2 separate regions of the Mus musculus genome follow, and region 1 is linked to region 2. The links are chromatin contacts, called in public HiChIP or PLAC-seq maps. All regions are on one chromosome and are shown on one strand. The core of a region is the stretch at or near the end of the contact, and the rest is flanking DNA. Distances in the headings are between cores, read along the strand shown. Region 1 holds the start of Colgalt2 (collagen beta(1-O)galactosyltransferase 2). Region 2 overlaps 1700025G04Rik (RIKEN cDNA 1700025G04 gene).

The links. HiChIP or PLAC-seq counts read pairs in DNA pulled down with a chosen protein or histone mark.
Region 1: a contact with region 2 is called in an H3K27ac HiChIP or PLAC-seq map of microglia, with 5 times the contacts expected there. The contact joins the promoter of Colgalt2 here to the enhancer-like site in region 2. A contact is called at or near these places in 1 of 39 promoter capture datasets (cranial neural crest), 2 of 115 datasets of contacts at active chromatin or transcription factors (embryonic hindbrain and microglia) and 1 of 9 other capture datasets (macrophages).

What each region holds. Positions count from the first base shown.
Region 1 is chr1:152,396,717-152,401,201 of GRCm38.p6, reverse strand. Colgalt2 (collagen beta(1-O)galactosyltransferase 2) reads right to left here and starts at 1,335. Exons shown (of 12, transcript NM_177756.4): 1 at 805-1,335. The coding sequence starts at 1,064.
Region 2 is chr1:151,952,253-151,956,525 of GRCm38.p6, reverse strand. The region is part of intron 3 of 1700025G04Rik (RIKEN cDNA 1700025G04 gene); the gene reads left to right. Among named protein-coding and RNA genes, the nearest start is that of 1700025G04Rik, 140 kb to the left of the region's middle. Within about 2 kb of position 2,700, at least 79 of the 459 cell types and tissues checked have an H3K27ac peak or open chromatin away from gene starts, as enhancers often do. A contact at or near this core is called in microglia, where this site is marked.

The DNA.
Region 1 (4,485 bases), core at 86-2,585, 450 kb before region 2:
TCTCAGGAATAAGGGAGGATTGCCTAACAATCGGACAGCTTGTCTTCCCTGGCCAGATTTTACTTTCTCTGCAGACCATCTAGAGCTTGCCTGCCCGACTCCACCACGAATGCTTGGATTTAAAGGTGTGGAACTGGATGGACTGAGGTCTACGGGAGGAAGGGACAGACTTCCATTGATTCCCTGTCCTGATCCACAGCAAACACAAAGGGACCAAGCATAGAATTCTTTAGCCTGAAGACAAAACTTGACTGTTTATCCTCCCAATGATGGCTCCAATGGCCCATCATAGACCCTAGGGCACCTCAGTACAGTTTGCATCTGCAGTGGGAACGTGTCTCAGGAGGCTGAACAGGCAGGGACCTTCTGGAGCTCCCAAGAAAAGACCAGCCCACAGTGTGGTGTGATTGGAAAGACTCCAAACAAAGTTTCAAAATCTCCATCCCTGAGTTCAGATAACCCAGGGGAGGACCAGAAGCCGAGTTACTCAGAGAGCAGACTCCTAGCACCTGCAAGTCCGGGTGACTCACTCTCCATCTCCCAAGTCTCTGTGGACCCCTTTCCTGCCTTAGTTAATTAAGTTCTGTGTCTCGCATCTGGAGAAGACACTCTCTCCCAGTAGAAACCAGGAAGAGGAGGGGGATGAGGAAAGTCAAGGTCTCCAGATTCTCGTCCATAGGTTTTCTCATCTCCCTCCCGGCCCCACCACTCTCTCAGTCCAGGACCCACGCGGGCAGCAAGGGAGTGTGCGCAGCAAGCTGCCCTCATCTTCCCCGCGGTGGCCCAGGACCCCTACCCGCTCACCAGATAGCCATCCTGCTCTTGGGGTAGTCCAGCCGTTCCAGGCAGCCGAGGAAGTAAGGCAGCGTATGCGCAGCGTTGCGGGCGAGAACGACCACGAACACCGTGGGTTTCTGCGGGGGCGACTCGGGGAACGCCACCGTTTCCTCTCCGTCCTCATCCGAGTCGGGCTCGGCGGCGAAGCGCGCCCGGCAGCCGAGGCGGAGCAGGGCGGAGGACAGCAGGAACAGCGCGCAGGCGACAGTGGCGAGGCGCGCAGCCATGTTCCGTAGCCGGCGGGAGGCGGCGATGCTGCCAGCGGCGCCGGGGATGCGGCTGCCCCGGGACGGCGGGAGCGTGCACCGGCACTGATTTCTGAGGCTCGCAGGACCCGCCGCCGACCAGCCTTGACCTGAGTCCCCTGTGCACCGACTCCCTGCCACCCGCGCTTGCCCCGCGCTCCGCCCTGCAGACAGGTCGACTCCGGGAGGCTGATCTTCCCGAGTTCCAGGGAAAGTTCCCCTAGTCCAGGCTGCGCTTGTACAGCTGAGGTCTGCGGCTTCCTCCAGAGCTGTGAGGTGTGGCCCTGTCTGCCAATGGGAGAGTGTGTGTGTGTGTGTGTGTGTGTGTGTGTGTGTGTGTGTGTGTGTGTATACATAACGGTACAACCCCAAGAAAATTTATTCTGCTTTTTCTAACCGCAGTCTGAAGTTCTTCACAGTGACGCGATGTATCCAGGGCTTTATAATGCACCTATTGACAGATTAGAGTTCTAAAACTGGAGGTCTCCTCAACCACCCAGGACTGTGAGAAACAATGTTATAACATCTACAGAGGCAGAATGCTTGTATTCCATAGACATACAACTTCTGAAAAATTGAAGACTTGGAGAATTTTAGACCTCAAATCAGAACCCTGAAAATAATAGCTCCGAATGGATCACTCTTCTGGAGCCTCTTTTCTTTTCTTTTCTTTTCTTTTCTTTTCTTTTCTTTTCTTTTCTTTTCTTTTCTTTTCTTTTCTTTTCTTTCTTTTCTCTTCTCTTCTCTTCTCTTCTTGTCTTTTCTTTCTCCCTCCCTCCCTTCCTCTCTCTCTCTCTCTCTCTCTCTCTCTCTCTCTCTCTCTACCTCCCTCCCTCCCTCCCTCCCTCTCCCTCTCCCTCTCTCTCTCTCTCCTTTCTTTTTTTCTTCCCAAGAAAGGTTGCAGTAAGAACTTTATCTCTCAAGTCCAAGGAGCACCTTCCTAAGTGAGGAGATGAAAAGGAAGATTCACATGCCCCCCCCCCCCCCTTAATCACGCAAACTGACAAAGAGTGGGAAGATCAGCACAAGTCAAAGAGAAGAGAGAGAATGAAGGCCAGAAGACAGGGCCAAGGTAGAACACAAAACACAATCATTTGACAAAATGTTTAAGCAGCTGGAATACTCAGCTAGAGGTTATTTACTTTGAAGATAACACAGGGACCAGAGTAAACTGTGGCATGAAATCCACAGCCTTTACCCTGTGTGCAGGCTGAACTAGGGGCCCTGCAAGTTCATGACCTTCACTGCCAGGCCAACCAGCCCCAGCTCTGACACACTGTCTTTTACTGTGTTGTCCCTTCTCCATAACTGTTGGAAGGCCTCAACTTGCTCTTCTCTGCTCTCCAAACCTTCAACTGGTCCATTTGTAGCAACTCTCTTCTCTCATCCTAAAACTTAGACCATTCTCACGTCCTTCAAACAAACAAACACTTTTTATAAGCATCAGTAGACATTGTGGCCAGGCTCCCCATTCCAACACTAAGGAGGTAGAGACAGGAATCAGGGGTTCAAGGTAACCTTAGCTACCTACATGTCACAATGTCATGTAACCTGGGCTATGTAAAACCCTGCTTCTGAAACAAAATTAACAACCTTTGTCTCCTAGTGACACTCTGTTGGTCAAGCTCCATGAAAGGAGTCAATACTGCCTTCCTCTCTTTCTTAATCTCCCTTTGCTCCTGTCATAGCAAAAGGTGACTTCGTCCAGTTCTTTCCCCTGGAAATATTCTGGCAAAGTCCACAGAGACTTTGGTATTTACAAAAGTAGTGAGATCTTTTTTTTTTTTTTTTTGTCAGCTTTCCAGGCCTCTGTCATGTAAGCTCCACTCCTTGACTTCTTCAAGTTCTGCTTGTTTACAAGTTCCTTCCTCTCTTAGTTGCTGTACAGAGACATTACAACCAACACAATACTTACAGAAGAAAACATTTAATTATTTACAGGGGCCTTGCTTACAGTTTCAGAGGTTTAATTAATATCATCACCGTGGGAGCATGGTAGCAGGCACCAGATGATGCTGGAGAAGCAACTGAGAGCTATACCCTAATCCACAGGCAGAGAAAGAGAGCTCGGCTCATCCCCAGGGACACACTTCGTCCAACAAAGCCACACCTCCCAGTCCTTCTGTTCCTTTTAAACAGTTCCATTTCCTGGTGACTAAGTATTTAAATATATTGGTTTATGAGGACCATTCTTATTTAAACAACTGAATTCCACTCCCTGTCTCCCATAGACTTGATGCCTCATCATAAGGCAATATGCATTTAGTCCAACCTCAGAAGCCCCCACAGTCTTTTACAATCTCAACAGCATTTAAAAGTGCAAAGTTAGAAATCTTTTCTGAGACTTGAGGCACTCTCTTACTTGTAGCACCATGCAAAATCAAAATAAAAAAAGCAGATCACATACTTCCAACATACAGAAACACATACACACACACACACACACACACACAGAACATAATGAAGAAATATTGGACCAGAACAAGACCTAAAACCAGCGGAACAAACTCCAAATTCTGCCTCTCCACGTCTGATATCAAAGCGCTCTTCAAATCTCCAAACTCTTATAGCTTTGTTGACTGAAACATTCTTCTCTCTCTTGGCCTGGTTTCTCCCCCATCCTGCAGCCCTCCCTGGCAGGCATCTCATAACTCTGACATCTCCCGCATCTTTGGATCCCCAATCACAGATTTACACACTGTCTGGGCCTCCATGCAGGGACATCCCTGACACACCCCTGGCCTCAGAAGCTTTCCTCAGCCATGGAGGAAGATTCCACAAACCCTTTCTTCTATTCTTGGCTCTAAAGCCAAAAAACTGATATGACCAACGTTGCCAGGTTAAGCTGCTTGATGGGGCTGGAACTTGGCCCCTTGTAAAATTACAATTATATTAGCTTTCTCTTCTTGGTGGCTTCCTTCACTGCTTAAGCTTTTCTTCAATTCATTTTCACAAGTTGGAAGATTATCTGGGTGGGGTCTCACCCTGAGGTCACAGCTCCCTTTATTCCATGAAGAATCAGGCTTTTCTTTAGATTTATCTCCTTGAGCACTGGGACTTCATTTCCTGATGCCCTTTGTTCTTCAGATTTTACATTTTATATTTTCCTTTCTCAGATTGTGTTGGGAGCTATTAAGACAACTCTTGATCTCTGAATTGGGCCTCTCCGCCCCCCCCCCCGAAGAAAAGGGGGTCAAAAGCGGGCCACCGACGCACTGCTCTGAGAAGTCAGCGCCGCTGGATGTCCTGACCTCAAGATGTACCTTGATACCACCAAGTTCCTGTTTCCCCTTGTAGTCGCCAAAAGAAAAAATTCTGCTGCCCCATCCCTCCTGCTGAGAAGTGCTTCCTCTTTTTCTGCTGCCCCATCCCTCCTGCTGAGGTGCATTTCCGCTGCCCCATT
Region 2 (4,273 bases), core at 1,451-3,950:
ATCACAAAAACATGACCTCCTCTCATCCTTAGGTCCTAGGCTAGGACTGTTGATACGTCCTTGTCTGGATGTTTTGACGTAACAGAAAAGGGTGTGAATCTTAGCTCAGATCCTGCAGGATGCCTGACCATGACGTATTTACCTAGAGAGGTCACTGTGGTCCTCTGACAGTGTCAGGAGCCTGAAGTATTTACAGTAATTCCTCAATGAACACTTTAACAGCAGTACCCTGGCTTTCTTCTTCTGCGTGGTGAGCTCAGGTGGAGGTGCCGAATCACCTGAGCCAGCTATCCCACTTCTCTAAGGACAGACTTCCTGACTTCTCTGAAGTTGAATGTTGTAGGGAAAGATGGATAGGGTGATTAATTGCCCAAACCGTGTTCATGTTTCTGTTCTCAGAGAGACTCCTCCCCTACAGCGTGCAGGCATATCTAGCCTGTCTAAATAGTGTCGCAACTTGTCAGGACGCTCATCACCTATGCCACTTGTAGCTGCCTAATTGAGCAGAAACCCCAGCCATTCTGAATCTTTGGTGGTGTGGAGATTGAGACATGCTGGCTTCCAGTCTCTAATAATAAACCACTTAGCTCCTTAGGAAGAAGCTTTTTTCTGCATCTCTGATAATGTATTGGGTGTGTGCTAAAATCTTTTTTTATGATTTTTTCATTTTTTATTATATATTTTCTTTATTTGCATTTCAAATGTTATCCCCTTTCCTAGTTTCCCGTCCAAAAATCCCCCTATCCCCTTCCACCTCCCCCTGCTGCCCAACCCACCTACTCCCATTCCTGGTCCTGGCATTCCCCTGGCATTCCCCTGGACGCTCATCCCCTATGCCACTTGCAGCTGCCTAATTGAGCAGAAACCCCAGCCATTCTGGATCTTTGGTGGTGTGGAGATTGAGACATGCTGGCTTCCAGTCTCTAATAATAAACCACTTAGCTCCTTAGGAAGAAGTTTTTTTCTGCATCTCTGATAATGTATTGGGGTATAGAGCCTTCACAGGACCAAGGGCCTCTCCCCCCATTGATGACCGACTAGGCCATCCTCTGCTACATATACTACCAATCAAAGAAAACACATGGTGGAACTTGTGGCTCCAGCTAAGATCTTTTAAGATGAAAGGAGCCCGAGTCAGGGCGACTGGACTGGATGGCATTTCCCCCATTGGTTGAACACAATCGTCTAAGGACTTAGGAAAATCAGAGCTTTCCTACTTCATTGCGATCACATTCCTTGATAAAAGTTTTAGCCACTCAACCAAGAAGTACACATGGGCTGGTCCAAGGCCCCTGACACATATGTGGCAGAGAACTACCTTCTTTGGCCTCCATGGAAGAGGATGCACCTACTCCTGTAGAGCTTTGATGCTCCAGGGAAAGGGACTGTAGGGGGGAGGGTGCACCCTCTCAGAAGTGAAGAGGGAGAGGGTACAGAACTCTGGGAGGGGATACCAGGAGGGGGGAAACATTTGGGATGTAAATAAATAAATAAGAAAAACAATGTTAAAAAAAAAGTTTTGGCCAAATCTTTTCAAAATCTACTGCATCAACTTTGGGGATGGGAGGTTGAGAGGAGGTCTGAGCTAGTGCAGGGTAGACTAAAATTTGCTCTGTAGCCAGCATTTGCCTTGAACGCCTGATCTTCTTGCCTCTGCCTCCCAAGTACGGAGTTCATAGGCATGTGCCACTAGGCCTGGCTTATGTGGATTCCTTTGATCTTGGTAATTCACCTGTAGGCCTTATTATGTGTGGTATATTAGTTACTTGTTACTCTGTTAGGAGTTGCCATGGAAATTTAGCATAAAACAAGTACTTATTTCCTGTCATCGTTTCTGAGCTCAGGATCAGGGCAATTAGGTTCAAGTTCATGGTATTTCATGGGATTGCACTCGGCCAAGTGTCTAAGATACAAGTAGGGCTAGAGGATTCTATTCTAAGTTCCCTCATGGCTGTGTGGATGCTGCAACACCAACCTGTATGTGCTCATAGTAAAGCTGCTGGCTTCTGCCAGAGCATAATCCCAGAGGCAGAGCCTGCAAGCAAGAGAGCCCCCTGAGAGGGAAGCCTCCACCTTTCATTATCTCGGAGGTGGCTTGCCCACATTTCTACAACACATCATTGGTGACATAGGCCAGGCGATGAGAAGAGACTGCCCAAAGGTGTGACCTCTGGAGATTGGAATTTCAGGAGGACACTTGGAGATTTCAAGATCTCAACACAAGCCCCAGGGAAGCGCCACCAAGCCACATGGTCACCAGCCCATGAAATGATGGTGAATTATATTGTAGGCTCTGTTGCAACCTGTTAAGATCTGTGTATGCAGATACGAAAATATCTAAATTATACTAGTAAATAAAGAATTATGATAGGAAGTGATATATCACTGCCTGAATTTTACGTAAATTTTAAAATAGGTTCGCATGCAATCTGGTATGCTATTCTTTTAAGAATGGAAAACTGTTACCAGCAACTGGATCTTCCATCTCTTCCTTTCCCTGGTGAGGAGTTTTTAGAGCTTTGAAATTGAGGCAGCTCCCTCTGTAGGGATGGCTTATCCCCCTGTCTACTCTGAGCACTTGGGTCCTTCCCCCCCCCCCCCCCCCCGACACAGTTCTCTCCTGCTCCAGACTGAGGCCTGCAGGCAGATATGCTGAGGCTGTAACCATTCCCCCACCAGCCTCGGCTTCTCCTTGGCAGTGTGCCACTCAGTTTGCAGCCTGCATGACAGAGGAGCTCTGCCTTTATGTCCTCAGATAACTGGGCAGGAACTCTGGTCTCAACTCGTGTCCCCAGATGCCTCATCTATCTAGAGTCTCCTGAGTCACTGGAACTCTGTCTCGTTGGGCTCTGTCTCAGCTTGGGCACGCCGTCTAAAAGCCCCTTCAGCTCCAAGCTGGCGTTGAGGGACAGCCAGCCTGACTCTGCAGTTTTCTAGAAGCAGCATGTTTCCTTCCAGCCCTAGAGGGAAATGTTTGAATGAAAATTCTTCAGATTATGAACGGATAGATGCATCTGTTGGTCTGCCAGGTTCTCCTCACTGTCTGTGGGGTCCTCACTCAGTGGTGCGTATGTAAATCTAGGCATTTCCTTCGTGCTCCTTGTTGAGTATTTCTTTCAATAGAACGTCTCCATGGCCATCCTTTTCAGTAATGCATTCCTTAAATACACTCTTTAGCATTTTCTTTAACAGTGGCAGAGGTAATGACCAAAAAGCCTAGTTCCTGCTGTGGTGGCTCTTGGCTCTCCAGTAGGAAAGCCTGATGCTTTTCAGCTAACTATAAATGACTACCCAGCCCCTTAAGTGCTGGGAATGGAAAGGCTTGTTCTATATGCAAAGCTAGACCTGCAGGATCAATGCAAGATTATGTATTGCCTTTGTACAAATTAGGAAGGAAAATCTCCTCCGTGTGGACAAATTGCAAGGCAGCCTCCAGGTGTGTGCAGACTTGCTGGCAGAGTCTGGCAGGTTGCTGGCCCTTTTTCTAGTTCTCACAAAGACTTTCTTTTCTCCAGTTGGACACAGCCCAGTCCCAGCACTCGTATCTTAGCCTCTGCTTTAATGACAGCTTGTCCAGTTGATGGCCTAGCCCAGGTTCTGGGCACTGGCTGACCTGGAGGATCAGTGTAAGCCTACAAGGATCTCAGGATGAATTGCTAATAACTATAGCCCTTTAGGCAAAGGAAACTATACATCAGGAGTCAACAAAGTTGGGCCAGGGAGAGAGGTCACATTAGAGTGTTGCTGAATAAGCAGAAGGTCCTAAGTTGGGAGCCCCCAGACCGACATGAAAAGCCAAGTGCAGCAGGCAGTGTCTACAGTCCCAGTCCTAGGGAGGTGGGAACAGCAGGTAGCTTGCTCTTTGTTTTCCATCTAGCTCACTTCATGAGCTCCAGTTATAGTAAGAGACCCTGATATCAAAAGATAAGGTGGAGAATGATTGGAGACTCAGTGCATGTTTGTACAAGCATATGCCTAAACACACACATACACACACACACACACACACACACACACACACACACACGCAGGCCACCAAAGTAGGAGAAACCTTGAGCTCTTCCAGGAACTAAGTTTAGAGAAAAGCAAAGGAGGAAAAGATCTGGTTAGGGTCTTCTAGGACAAGGCTCCAGAGTGGCACTGAGCGTGCTCTTCATGGGCAAGCTAAGACATACAAGTAAAATGCTGTCCTTGTCTATAGAAGGGTCTGGCCTATGTAGCTTCCTTTTTGCCTCTAACTGTAATCGTTCTTCATTTATTTGAAGTTACGTCT